Regions from separate parts of the Capra hircus genome. Here region 2 is linked to region 1. The links are chromatin contacts, called in public Hi-C maps. All regions are on one chromosome and are shown on one strand. Each heading gives the region's core, a stretch centred on a gene start, on an enhancer-like site or on the middle of the called end of the contact. The rest is flanking DNA. Distances are from core to core; before and after follow the strand shown. Region 1 overlaps POC1A (POC1 centriolar protein homolog A). Region 2 has its middle 9.6 kb from the start of RPL29.

Evidence for each region. Hi-C and Micro-C count contacts between places; a contact is called where the count stands out from the background.
Region 2: a Hi-C map of blood shows a contact between it and region 1, with 3 times the contacts expected there. The contact joins two enhancer-like sites. A contact is called at or near these places in 4 of 5 Hi-C or Micro-C datasets (blood and liver).

The regions. Positions count from the first base shown.
Region 1 is chr22:48,847,614-48,854,589 of ARS1.2, reverse strand. POC1A (POC1 centriolar protein homolog A) reads right to left here. Exons shown (of 12, transcript XM_018038440.1): 9 at 2,819-2,887; 10 at 199-297. Among named protein-coding and RNA genes, the nearest start is that of POC1A, 57 kb to the right of the region's middle. Within about 2 kb of position 4,714, at least 2 of the 5 cell types and tissues checked have an H3K27ac peak or open chromatin away from gene starts, as enhancers often do.
Region 2 is chr22:49,022,632-49,029,556 of ARS1.2, reverse strand. No RefSeq gene overlaps it. Among named protein-coding and RNA genes, the nearest start is that of RPL29, 9.6 kb to the left of the region's middle. Within about 2 kb of position 3,961, at least 4 of the 5 cell types and tissues checked have an H3K27ac peak or open chromatin away from gene starts, as enhancers often do.

The DNA.
Region 1 (6,976 bases), core at 3,465-5,964:
GTTCACTCCGGATTTGAAACAAAGCACCATAACCACCTAAGAAGTTTCTGGTAAATCACGACATCTTACCAGGGTCTCTTTCCTGGAGCCTGCCTAAGCCTGCAGCGCCCCCACTGTCCCTGAGCCCAGTGCTGTTGACCATGACCCAGTCCACCAGCCACAGGGCTCAGTCAGGATAACGCCTGTCAGGCTACTTACCAGAGTCCCAGAAGAGCTGGCCCGTGTGGCCGGGGGCCTCTGCTTTCTTAGCACTTCTCCATAATCGACGACGTCAAAGTTACTCTTCCAAACCATCACCTGTCGAGACCGACAAGCGCATAGAATCAGGAGGAGAAATACCCCTTACCTATCCTTCACGGAGAAAATGGGCCCAGAGGCTACCGTCAAAGTTCTGGGCCAATGGTGGGACTGTGGTCCCCACCTGGCACCCCACTCATCTCTGGACCTGCCCCACCTCCCTGGAGAGCAGACTTTTTGAACAGGCCCCAAGAGGATCGGGTGCTCCATCAGGGTGGAGAGTCGCCATCACCACTGGGCCTCCGCACTGGCCGCTCCCTGTGCCTGGGGCGTCCCAAGTCCAGGCTCTGTATACCTAGCACATCAGGCTAAATGTCTGCCCTAACACCACCTTCTAAGAGAGGCCTCCCCTGGCCCTCTTGCTAGTTTTGATCATAGCTCTCTATTTCCTTCAAGGCATCACTCAGTAGTTGTTTAAATCTCTGTCCGCTTTCCCATGTTTATCACCTATCTCCCCACCAAAACAGAAGTTCTTTACAGTGGCAGACTGGCCAGCCTCACTGTGAGAAGTGGTTCAGATACAGACTCCAGGCCATACCCCTAGGGTTAAGATCCTGGCTACAGCCCTTACTGTGTGGCTCTAGGCAAGGGACTCAATCTCTCTGTGCCCTGGTTTCCGCATCTGTGAAATGGGGATGAATGGTAGTTCCCACCTCACAGGGCTGCTGTAAAACTCAGACACTGGCCCCAGGGAGAAGTCTGGCCCCAGAGAGAAGTGGTTAACACATCCATTATTCTACATCCCACTGGGAGGATCTTCATGCCCTGAGGTTCCTCTTACAAAAGCTGCGTAAGAGTGCTCCCTGCTGGAGGGTGTCAGCACTCCTCCAGGGCCACTTCCAGGACGGCAGGAATTGTGAATCGTGTCCAGCAGTCAACTGAGGCCACAGAAAAACTGCCGGATCCACGTAAGATGGAAACTCAATGTCTCCTGATGCTTCCCCCATCAGGATGCAGCCACAAGCCTGGTTCTGCGGGAAGCTGCTCACCACCCCAGAGCAGCACTGTGCATCAGCCCCAGCTGATGGGGATCCAGGGTCTCTCATTGGTCCCCTTTACAAAAAGAACGGCAGCACTCACCCCCTTGTTTACAAGGTTCTGGGCAACGCACCAGTCTAACTGTTGAATAATCCTGAGCAGAGGAATGGCTCCCAGGAATGTGGAGAGAGAATGTCAAAGGCCATTCCTAAAAGGCTCTCAGAGCACACAATAAGAAGGCAGCTGGGGAGCTGACAGCGGGAGCTGCCGAAGGAGGGCTCAGGGTGGGGACCCTACTTCCTACCAGGGTGTCTCTTGTGCCTTTACCAGGACTTTACTTATGGTGTGGATTTATTAGTCTCCCTAGTCTTCTAAGCAATGAGCCAGGACTCCACACCCAGGGAAGGCTCAGGAATCTCCTTGGTCTTCCTCCTGCCTTGTCTGGTCAGCGCAGGAACTGGTGCTGGTGTGGGAAGACACCTGCCATCTCATAGCTCTGCTGTGCCTCCAACCACCCTCTGCTTTACTGACAGACTGAACAGAAATCAGCTAGGGCTGGAGCTCACTGGGAAGCCAGTGGGACTGTCCTGGGTGAAGCCAGGAGAGCTGTAAGGCTCAGAGCAGGAGGATGGACATTTTGGGCAACCTACCAGGTCACACTGCCTCAGAACAGCCACTCTTTCCTCCCCAGGTCTGGGAAGTATGGTATTCTGGCCAAGCAGTGCTGCACCAGAACCCGGAGAAAGATTTTCAGTGGGAGGCCTACCAGGCCCCAGACTTCGGGCCAGACCCCAGGGACATGGTGGCAAGGCAGGACAGGACCTCCTCACACATGTTCTAGCTCTGCAGTCGTGGAGCTGGAAAATGCCGTCCCTCAGACAGCACACGAGCAGGCCAGGGAGCAATGGCCGGCAGACAGTGGAGCACAGCCTCCAGCCAAGTCCTAGCTCAGACTCAAGCTTCCTCACCCACAGAACGGCTGCAGAAGGTCCCCCGGGGCTGCCCCGAGGGCTCAGTGAGGGGTCACACTCTTGCCGTGTTGCCCACATTACCAGGTCCACGGTAAGCATCCAATAATTACCTAATTATTCCCCTAGAATCAGGAAAAAGAAGTTCCTAAAAGACTCTGGGGACTTCCCCAGTGGTCTACTGGTTAAGTCTCCATGCTTCCAATGCAGCAGGCACTGGTGTGATGCCTGGTCAAGAAACTAGATCCCATATGCCTCATGGCCAAAAAGAAACGGGAACAAAAGGCCCTCTACTTCACCTTTCTCGTGGCAGCACTAATGCAGACCCCTCCCAGCCCACACTGGTTTGAGCAGCAGGAGCTCTGCGGCGCTGCCGTGGTGGGCAGCTGCGGCACACCGGCTCTGGGGCAGCAGGGCGCTGCTCTGAGCACCCTACCCCAGGATCCAGCCTCCGAGGCTGCTGAAAGTCCCCAAGGAAGCTGGTGAGACCCAGCCCCCCCACCCCTGTGGCACTTCAACCCGCTGTCTGTTCTCCTCAGTATCCACTGGGATCCCTCGGACCATTCTTTACTTACTTGTTCATCTGAACCGCCCGAAGCAAAATACTCCCCCGTTCTTGAAAAGGCAACCGTGGTGGCTGGACCCTGTGAGAACAAGCCAAAAAGAACAAGCACCAAAGGTCACTCTAGATCCTCAACGCACTGGAAGAAATCAGAATCTCACGAGTGACAGTGACAGCAGGCCTCAGGGCTGAGCACCTCAGCCAGCGCGTGTCCCCCCAACCGTGGGCGGAGGAACCGGCAGGGGCCAATGCATGAGCGCGACCGCTGAGGCTCCGTCCCGGGCACCACTGACGACGGCGGCCCTGAGGCCAAGGCCAGGATGGGCGAGACCGTCGGTGCTGACAGCCTTGCTAGGCCGACACCACTGTCCTCAGCTTCCAGGGGGAAGCCAGAGGTCAGAGAGGTGCACTGACTTCTGCAGGCCCAGCACTGGGGCCAGAACTTGGTCCCTTTGACCAGACCATGCCCCACCTCGTGTCCCTCTAATGAGTGCGTCACTTTCCTCATGCTGGGGCCCTGGGAGGAGACCTGACCCTCTGGCTTCTCAGATGCTGAAGGTCCTCACAACTGTCCAAAGGATGATGCCAAGCCCATCCCTGGCCGCACCCTGAGGGCCAGTGAGCACATCCAGGCTTGAGGCAGGGGACATGATCTCCCGTAAAGAGCAAGGACTCTTCCTCAAACGCCTGCAACCCACGGCAGAAAAACACACAGCAAGAGTCAGCTCAGCACACCACCGCAAACCATCGCTTCCTTCTGGCCAAACTTTAATGTGGTTCTACCTAGCATTCTCCAAGCAAAGCCAGATGAAGGAGGTTCTCTCCTAGAGGATGACGCTGCAGCCGCTGCCTACGGCCACCTCGGTCCCTCTAGAGTAGCACAGGGAGCAACAGGGACCCCTGCTGCCCGTGGGAGGGGCCTCTGTCAGTGGGGCCGACACACCCAGGACAACAGGAACACTGGGAAGCACTTCCACTCAGTGCCAGAAAGACCAGACAGGTTGTAGGCTGGAAAGGGACCCGAGGTCACGGAGCAAGGGCAGCTGCAGCCTGCACGGAAGAGAAAGCAGGTTAGACAGAGCTGCAGGAGAACGCACGTCTGCCTCGTCTCTGGAATCTACCCACAGCTCCCCTTCCCTGAGCTGCCCATAAAGGGGGGTGAAGCAGTAGTACAAGCTGGCTAATGCCAAGTGCTCAGGCTGCCTGGAGCGCTCCACTTGCCCTGACGCACTCGATCCTCAGGCGCGGCCTGTATGTTTACCCTGGAGGACAGGGCTGAGGGTCGGGTATGAAGCCTCCAGCCGTGCCTCTCACTGCCCTCCTGTGCAGGTGGGGCCCAGGGGCTGGGGCCACAGAACCCAGGAGTGCTGGGCAGCCATCCACCAGGACAAAGCAGATCCACTCTCCCTGGCGGGAACCACGTCCACTTGCCCGGGTGAGAAACCGCCACCAGGAGCGGAGCACCATGGCTGCAGGCGCAGGGTCTGGGTGCAGGGTGGGAGCAGGTTACGATCGCCCAGATAGCCTTCCAGGAGGACAGTCACCACAGGCTGACAGGACTTCAGGGGGGCACTTTCAGGTGGCAAGTTTACTTGAGTCTTAGAAATCTCTCAACTGTCTCATACTTTCAATATTTTGATGAATATATAGCTACACTACATGAATACAAAGATAAAATGACAAAACTGTTTTCATTCCGAGGAAAAACAAAAAGGAAAGAGAAAAGGGAAGGAAAATAGTACAGAGTGTATTGAAAAGCCGGGCTCTCTGCCTGCCCAGAGCTCGCTGAGGAAGGGCGGGTTTCCAAGAAGTCACCACAACTAAGGAACCGAACAAACACTCGTGGGTCAGTCGCCTTTCCTGTTGTCACTCAACACCAGATGCCAGCTTGGGCACAAGATGCTGAAGGCCAAGCGGCAGCAGGACCACTGAAGAATGTGGCCAACAGCCCAGTCTGGCAGGGGCATCAGGACCAGAGAGCAGGTGCTGGAAGTCCTCCAGGCAAAAAGAGCTAGAGCTACCCCTAGGGTCCAGGTCCCAGGAAATGCCAGGGAGGGTGCAAGCGACACGGGTGCTCTGAGGACCCCTCAGGGTGGAGGCCCATGGTCCTCCCCACTGGTGCCCATTTACCAAGAGGACAGCACGGCTCCTATGCCAGGCCCCTCAGTGTTCCTTCCACAAAGGCTCCTACCCTTCCACCCGGGGTGCACAAACAGTCCGGGGCACTTGAAGCACAGCCCGGAGAACGGCTGTCCCTGGGCTCTGCTGTGGGCCAAAGTCATCATGGACTGCAGCGCAGACGCAACTCTCCACTGCTGATGATCCGCATGCCAAGCCTCGGGAGGTCTTTGGAGACCCAGACTACCCAAATCTTTCTTGGTTTTCAGTAAATTCATTTAAGGCTACAAATCTGCCTCTGACTGCCACTGAGCACGCACCACCTTAGATCTTAGATCCCCAAAGCTTCCACTATGCGGTATTTTCCTGTCCTTCATCCCAGTGTCCCGTTTCACTGGGACTCTCTGAAGTCCAGCAGTTATTCAGGAGCATCCTCTGGTTTCCAAACCCTGGGGGCCGGGGCGTCTCTCTCAGCCCTGGCAGGGGCCCGGTATGACGTGTGTTCTCTGAGACTGCCCTGCCTTCACAGTAACTGGCCCCTTTCAGTCAATTAGTCACTCCTGAAACACTCATCCACCGGCTCAGGGCAGGCATGGCGCCAGGCTGTTTCTTCCCCAAGGCAAGGCCCAGGGCCTCTCCAGGGCTTCCTGAGCGGTAGCCTGAGCAGCAGCTCTCACCGGGGCCCCAGCAGTGTGGACCCGAGCTGTCCCCCTGCCACTGGGGGTGCCCGTCCGGGGCCCAGGCCCACTGGCAGGGACGCCACGTAGGCTCTAGCAGCTCCTTCCCGCTCGCTCCCGGGATCTGGCCAGTTGGAGCCTTGTCTGAGATGATCACCGGGAGCACTGGGTGCAGCCAGGGCCCCCACCTCCCTCTCCCCACTGACCCAGCGTCACGTGGCCCTCGAGCTTGGCTGGACTCACACCCAGTCATTTCACCACACACTGCCTCTGCCTGGACAACCTCTAGATCCAAGGGACCCACACTGGCTAGCTCCTTCGCATTCATACAGCAAAGCATCAACGGCAGGGGTGGGGAGGCAAAACAAAGGATGCCACAGCGTTTAGATCCCACAGCTCTGATGACCCTCACCCCGCGGCCCCTGCAGCTTGTCCAGACCTCTCCGCACTCCTCACCTTCCAGCCTGAGGCCCTGCACACCTGAACCCTGGCTATTGTGTCGACAACAGTTACAGTGGAAGGCCAGCCAGGCACCCCCATCACCACTACCCAAGTGTTTTGATGTTTTTCACTGGCTTCCAGCAAACACAACAGAATGTCACACCACATGCCCCACGCCAGAGATAGAAGCATGGCCATCAAACACACACACAGAGATCAAGCAGGCCTCTGGCGTAGGTGCTTGACTCTGACCCCTGTGTTCAGACAGAGGCACCGTAACCCAGCCCACCAGACTGTGTCTTCCACAAAACTCCGAAAGGGAGGCTCTACACTGGCTCACTCAACCTGCTGTGGCCTGGTGGATGTCCTTTTAGGGAGCCCCGTGGACAAGGAACAGCCCCCTAGCTCCTAGGCTGCTCCTGACCTTAGCCAAGGACACCTGTTCCCAGCCCTTAACCTGGGCTGCCAGCAGGGAACAGAGGATCAGGCTGAGTTCCTGTTAACTTCCGTTGGCGCTCATGAACTATTCTCCTCCCTCTTATGTTCCCTCATCTCTTGCAGGAGGAACCCAGCCATCGAAGCCAGGGCTAAGCCTCTCAAGCAGCAAAGCGAATCCCCCAAATTAACCGACTACATAAGAGCTGCAGGGTGTAAAGAAACAAGGCAGGAGGGGCTTGTTCGGAGGACTTCCTCCCGCCTGGGGCAGCCGGGGCGGGCCCACATGCACAGGCACTCTGTACTGCTGCTGCGGCTCCTCCTGGGAGGTGAGCCCCACTTAATGCCACTCCCCCAGCTCCAGCCCAGGCCCCAGCAAGGCACAAGCCGCCAGGAGCATCAGCTGACCCATTCTCAAAGCCTGTGATTTCTCAGCAACCGAGCTCAGCCCCTGGCACAGACAGACGCTGTCCCAGTTTGGGGTTCTGGGCCTCGGGTAA
Region 2 (6,925 bases), core at 2,712-5,211, 180 kb before region 1:
TCTACAGCCGAGTTATTGGAGGTTATGCCTATTGAGGGTTAAAGGAATAGGTTTCCATATCAGACTGACTTGAGTTCAAATTCTGACTGTCGCTTCCCAGAGGAGTGACTTCACCTCTCAGAGCCTCAGTCTCTCCACCTGTGACAGTGGGGGGATGCTGAGCAGGCAGGAAGCCTCCCAGGGTCTGGCTGAGCATTTCCTTGGGAAATGCTTAGAGCCTTGGGAGCTGCCAGGGTTCTCATCACCCTATTTCACAGACGAGGAGATGGAGTCCTTGGATCTAACTTGCTAGAGGTCCCACAGCCAAATGGAGAGCTGTGCTAAATCACTTCAGTCATGTCCGACTTTTTACAACTCTATGGACCACTAGCCTGCCAGGGTCCTCTGTCCGTGGGATTCTCCAGGCAAGAATCCTAGAGTGGGTCGCCATGTCCTCCTCCAGCAATCGAACCTGCGTCTCTTATATCTCCTGCAATGGCAGGCAGATTCTTTACCACTAGCGCCACCTGGGAGGGCTGTTGTGGTCCAGATGCCCCCACCCCAGGACCAGAGGAACATGGGATGGTATGTGCCCAATGAGGTCAGGGAGGAACCCTGTGATACTGACAGGTGACCTGGAAGAAACCCTGGCCTCTGCAGCCAACAGATGCTAGAGTAGTGGTGTCCACTGTGCTGGCTCTGCTTCCGCTCAGACCCACTGGGCCCTCCCGAAGATGCCTAGAAAGGAAGGGGTGTTGGTGGTGGTAGCAGAGTCCCAGGGAGGAGGGCAGGCTCCTCTCCTGCCATCTTGGGCTGGGCTGGGTTCTGTGGGTCTCAGACACAGGGACTGGCTGGGTGTGAAGGCGGAGATGCTCATCAACACGGAGGCCTGACCTACCAGAAAGGGAGGGATGGAATAGGTAGGCATGAGAGGAGGCCGGATAGGGCAGGACTGTATTCATAAGAGGCTCCCCCAACTCTCAGCCCTGTCTCTGAGGTGAAGAAAGAGCATCTGAAAAGGAAGGATGAAGCTGAGGGCTGGGAGGGACCCTTTCCTTCCCCACTAGCAGCCCCCAGTGGAGCCAGCACCGCAGTGCCATGGCAACTGTGGCCTCTCCAGCTCCCCTCTCTCCTTGAGCCCCGTTGCGCCTGGATGCCCCTCCAGCCTGTGCACACCTTTCTAGCTGGGGCTAAAGAGAAGCTGGGGAAGGGGAAGGCTCCTTTCTCAGCCCCTGTGACAGCCCAGAGGCTGAGTCCCAGGGCCACCCCAGGCTCAGGATCATGTGGAAGATTCTTTAAGGGGCAAGTAGGAAGGGAGAAGTGGCCTTTGCAAGAATTCTTCTGAATGAAAGAAGAATGAATGATGAAATCACCTCCCTAAGACTTCAAACCCCCAACTCTCAGTCTGTACTCTCTCCCAGGTCAGAGAGGTTGCGACCCAGGAGCCCCTGGAAGGGATGAGAAAACCAGCGCCGGGGCAAGGGTCTTAAAGATCGCCTGGATCCCCTCTCCACGCCTATAGGTAGGGCAGCTGAGGTCTAGAGATGAGCAGGGACTTGCCCAAGGCACACAGAGAGTATGTGGCAAAGGCAGAACAGGGGTGGTCAGAGTGGGGCAGGACAGGGGGCATTCTTACTGTTGGCTTGAAGAGCAGGCAGTGAGGACCAGGGGGGTTGTGCCTTACAGTGTGGAGGCGGGGGTGGTTCTGGGGAAGGCTCTGGGCTTGCCTTGCCTGCTGCCCACTTAGTGCTTCAGTAAACCCACTTCCGGCCTCAGGGCACAATGGAGTGAGTGAGGGAGGAGGCCTGGCCCTGATTAGGGAGGAACAAGGGACACCAGATAGAGCCGCAAGGAGCTGGGGATCCGAGGAGGGGCGCAGGAGAGCTGGAACCCGCAAGGTCCCACTGAGAGCCCCTAAGTGAGAAGCGCCCTGACCCAAGTGCTGCCCTTTCCAAGCTCTGGGCCCCTGGGCAAAACCCCCAAACTCCCAGCATCTGCCCCTCACTCTCCCCCGCTCCAGGTAAAACAGGGTCAGCCCACAGCCTGGAGGGAGATTCTCTGTGACGTGCAAACAGAAAGAATGACCCCTGGCTCCACTTGGGAGATGAGTGGCTGGGCGTGTGAGCTTGAAATCCTTCATCTGCTGGCCCAGGGCTACTATCAGGATCACCTGGAGCATCTGTGAGATGCAGAAGCTGAGGGCTGGGACAGGAGGCGGCTGCGGGCACAGCACCCCAGGATGCAGAACAGAGAGAGTCTATCTAGGCAGGAGGCTCGGGTTTGGAAGAGGGGCGCTGGAGCCTTCCTGGGAGAGGAGGGGGGCTGCTGGGGTGCAGGGGCAGGCCTTGTGAGGTCAGGGAGAGGTGGGGGTGGGGTGAGGAGGATGCTGTGGGCCGAGCAGACTCAAGCTGGCATTTGCTCCTTATGGCTCTGGCACAGGACCCCAGCTGATGAGGGCCTCCAGGAGCTGTCGCTGTAGCCCCGAAGCCCCCAAGGCCTGGCCCACAGTGGGTGTCCTAAATCCAGGGCCTGGGCAGGAAAGGGGCGTTCTGCTAGGGCCAGGAGCCAGGAGCTCTGCATTGATCCTCGCCACACCTGCAGACTGGCTTCTTCTGTTAATCCTATGTTACAGGTGAGGAAACAGAGGCCCAGACAGGTAAAGTGACTTGCCCAGGGCCACACAGCCATTTCTCCGTCAAGGCCACTCCTCGAAGCTCTGCTGGGCTTGGATGCTGCTGGAGACACACGCTGACGACAGCTTGGGAAAAGGAGGGCCACGTCCTAGCTGAGGAGCGAGCCTCAGGGACAGCGTGCTGTGGTGTCCACGGCAGGTGGGTCCAATACAGCACCCTCCTCCGCAGCACTGTTGGTCCTTCTTTCCGTGTCCCCCCCAGCGCTTGTTCATTAGTGGGTCGTCACATTCTCAAGCACTCACCGTCTGTCCACTGGTGAAGGCTGGAGGGCATGACACTTAGCAGCTGGGTGACCTTGAGCAAAAGCTCCATCCGTTTGTAGCTCCGTGACGTCCTCCTGAGACAGGGATGAGCGTGCCACCTACTACACTGTAGGTTATGGTGAGGCTCCGGGGATCCTCACAGGGCCTGGCCGATGGGGGTCTGTCCCATTTGATAGCCCCCCCCACCCCGCCCACAAGGCTTGAAACGGCCAGAAGGCTAGGTGATACCCGGCTCTCTCCCTGACCCCCAAATCTCCCCTGGAAACATGTAGGCTGCCCACCCCCAGGGCACCCCGCCCAGAGAGGGCTGAGAGAGTGGGGATGGCTCCCCAGATGCTCTCTTCACCCCCCCAGCAGGCAGGGATGACGAGATGACGGTGGCGGGGGTGGAGCCAGGAGAGGGCGGCTGAGGACGTTTGCTGAGTGGAGGCAGTGAGGGCCCGTGCGGGCCCCTGGCCACCCCCAACAACCAGCCCGCAGCACAGGGAGCCGTGGGTGAGGGGCCCAGGGTCGTCGCTCCGCCTGCCACAGCGCTGGCCCTTCCTGCCTGGCGCGAGTCCTCCAAGCACTAGTTTTCAGCGATCTTTTTTCTGCAAGAAGCTCCGAAGCTCCCGGAGGCGCGGGGGCGGCTTCCCCTTGACTTGCGTCTCTTAGAGGATGCGGCTGGCTAAAAATAACTAGAATTACTGTGCGCCCGCCCCCGGCGTGGAGGAGGGGCCCGGGGGCCTGCGGGGGCGGGAGCCTGGAGGGGATGGAGCTGCAGCCGGGAAGGGGTCCCCTGTGAGGAGGAGAAAAGCGGTGCTGGCAGGTGGGAAGGGGTGCCGGGGGCTGAAGGGAACGGCCCTGTCTCACCCACTTCTCTTCAGGCCGGCTCCGGAGCAGAGCTGGGGGTGCAAGCTGGCCCTGATCTCGGGCCGCGCACCGCGTAGGGAGCCAGTCTGGCTGGGTAGTAGCAGCGGGCTCCTTCCAGCAGGAAGTCTGTGTTTGAAGGAGACCTCCTTCCACTCAGGTCAGCGCTATTGAGTGCAAGCAGTGACAGCAGGGGGCGCTCCTGGTTTCCGCTCGCCTTGCCTGTGGCGGGACACGGAGCCCCAGATCCTTATCCAAAAGCTGGGTGCAACTGCAGCGCGAAGCACTATACCCCTGGGCAAGCCGAGGCCTCCTCTCGTAGCCCCACCTCCTCCGTCTGTCTGCAGAGGCAGCATGAGGCCTCCCTCATCAGCCTCTGGGTACAGGGCTGAGACAGCCACATGTGACCACCCCTCACAGCATGCTGGGGCCTGTGGTAGAGTCCAGGAGGCCCTAAGCCAGCAGGACCTGTGGTCCCCACATGAAGGGGCCTGGTCAGGGAGGGTGGGGGCTCCAGTGCCCGTGGGACAGGGGAGGTCACTGTGAGGCCCAGGAAGGAGCCTGAGGTCGGGCTGCACAGTGGGCTGCCAGTCCTGCTGGGCTCCTGATGCTGATCTCTGCCCTCCCTAGCTTCGAACCCCAGGGCCGAGGCAGAGCACAGGAGGCTCAATGTCAGGGCCAGGGTCTCAGGGTGGAGAGGGGACGGCGTGGCTGGCCTTTGTGCACACGCAGACCCGGCAGAGGCAGTGGGGGACACACTGGTGGGGGGACCAGTCAGCCCTGCAGGAGGAATGGGCTGGGACCTCTGGGGCGCTGGGTGGGGGTCCTTCATGCTCTGCATCTCAGCTTCCTTATCCGTAGGGGTGGTGGTTGGATGCCCTGGCAGTCCCCTTAGATGGAGAGAAGGAGCTAAAGTGCAGTAGGGAAACGAGCAACTACCCTGCCTGCCTCTCACCTCTCGGCACTCACGGGGCTCTGCAACGTTCTGTCTTAAAGTCACCCTCACTTTGCACACAAGGAAACCAGGGCTCAGAAAGAGGAAGTGACTCCCCCGAGCTCCTAGAGCTTGTACATGATGAACCGGACCTTTATTTACTTATTTGGTTGCGCAAGGTCTTAGATGTGGCACATGGGATCTTTAGTTACGGCAGGCGGCATCTAGTTCCCTGACCAGGGATGCCACCCAGGGGCCCCTGCATTGGGAGCATGGAGTCTTAGCCACTGGACCACACAACTGGACCTTTGAACCCAGGACTGTCCAGCTGCACAGTCTGTTTTCTCATTTCATCTTGTTCTGAACATGGAGCCAGATGCACTTGTGCGGTTGAGTCGAATTGGGGTGCACGGGTGTGGATCCAGAAACGAGATGCACAGTGTCACATAGCTGTGGACCCACACCCCGACCCACCCATCCCCTACCCCTCTAGGCTTGGCTCAGGTCACAGGGCACCTTGTTCCAGGGCACCAGTGTGCCTGGGAAGTGTCCGTGTGTGCATGGGGGGTCGGGGAGAAGAGGGAGTGTATACCCTGGCGGAATGGGAACATTGTCATTAACAATAATGATAATACAACCCACCCCGCAGGATGTTTTTAGCAGCTCTGTTCCTGAGGAGAAGCTAAGAACACCACAAACATCCAGTAACAGGAGATTTAAGAAATCAACAGCACCTCCCGCAGCAGGGGTGAACCCTAAAGCGTAATGTAGAGGGAAGAGCGCACACTGCAGGAACTACACTCGGTTCAAAGCCGTTTTATCAAGTCCTCCACCAGAGTGAACAACACTGTACTGTTTTAGACGTTCAAATGTGTATGGTCGAGCTCTTACAGAAGAGCAAAAACGGGCATTCTTGGTATGCTGGGGGAGGTAGGAGTCGGGGAGGGGTGTCACACACAGGGAGATTCCCCCGATGAAATCTGTCGCTGGCTCACAGGGTGCCCGGTGCTGTTTGTGGTGCTGGGGGCAGGGTAGGTGGGCACAAGCAAGACAGACGTGAACCCCAGGTCTCACGGCGCTTACAGGCTCGCGAAGCGCACTTTGATCCTATTCTTTTGTTGCACGGTAGGTCACCAGCGTCTGCTAGGTTATTATGTATTGTCACAGACATTCCTTTGTGGTTGTTGTTCAATCACTAAGTCGTGTCCGACTCTTTGCAACCCCAACGGACTGCAGCATGCAGGCTTCCCTGTCCTTCACTTTCTCCTGGAGTTTGCTCAAACTCATGTCTGTTGAGTCAATGATGCCATCCAAGCATCTCATCCTCTGTCGCCCCCTTCTCCTCTTGCCCTTAATCTTTCCCAGGATCAGGGTCTTTTCCATTGAGTCAGCTGTTCTCATCAGGTGGCCAAAGTATTGGAACTTCAGCTTCAGTCCTTCCAAAGAATATTCAGAGTTGATTTCCTTTAAGATGGACTGGTTGGATCTCCTTGCAGTCCAAGGGACTCTCAAGAAAGCCCCTTATGTTGTTACTCCTTGGTGCTGCTGCTGCTGCTGCTAAGTCGCTTCAGTCATATCTGACTCTGTGTGACCCCATAGATGGCAGCCCACCAGGCTCCCCCGTCCCTGGGATTCTCCAGGCAAGAACACTGGAGTGGGCTGCCATTTCCCTCTCCAATGCATGAAAGTGAAAAGTGAAAGGGAAGTTGCTCAGTCATGTCCGACTCTTCAAGACCCCATGGACTGCTACCCCTTATGTTATACCTAAAAGAATGTCACAGACATTGTTTTACATTAGTCAAATACTATACTTAAAGAAGTAAATAAAAACCACAAAGGTAATCAACCTCTCCCTCAAATAATCCCACCCAAGTGGGTGAGGTGTGGGGGCTGAGCTCCTCTCTCTGCCTCTTCTTACTGATACACCGTCACATTCATCCAGGAGTCCCAACCCTTGGACCCACATCCCCCCCAGGTGTCCAGTTCCAGCTGAATGCCCCACAAGGTTACCCCCTCACTCATCATCAGGTGAAGGTCAGATTGGCTTGGAGTGCAAGGTTGGTGGCGGGGGAAGGTACCCAGCTTCCGGGAGAGCCAGAGCCAGAGCCAGCTGGGGAGGTAAAATGCAATGGAGAGAGGTACAGAGCCTGGGGAAGATCCCCTCCTTCTGGCCCAGGGCTCTTACATGACAAACAGAGGTGGAGGGT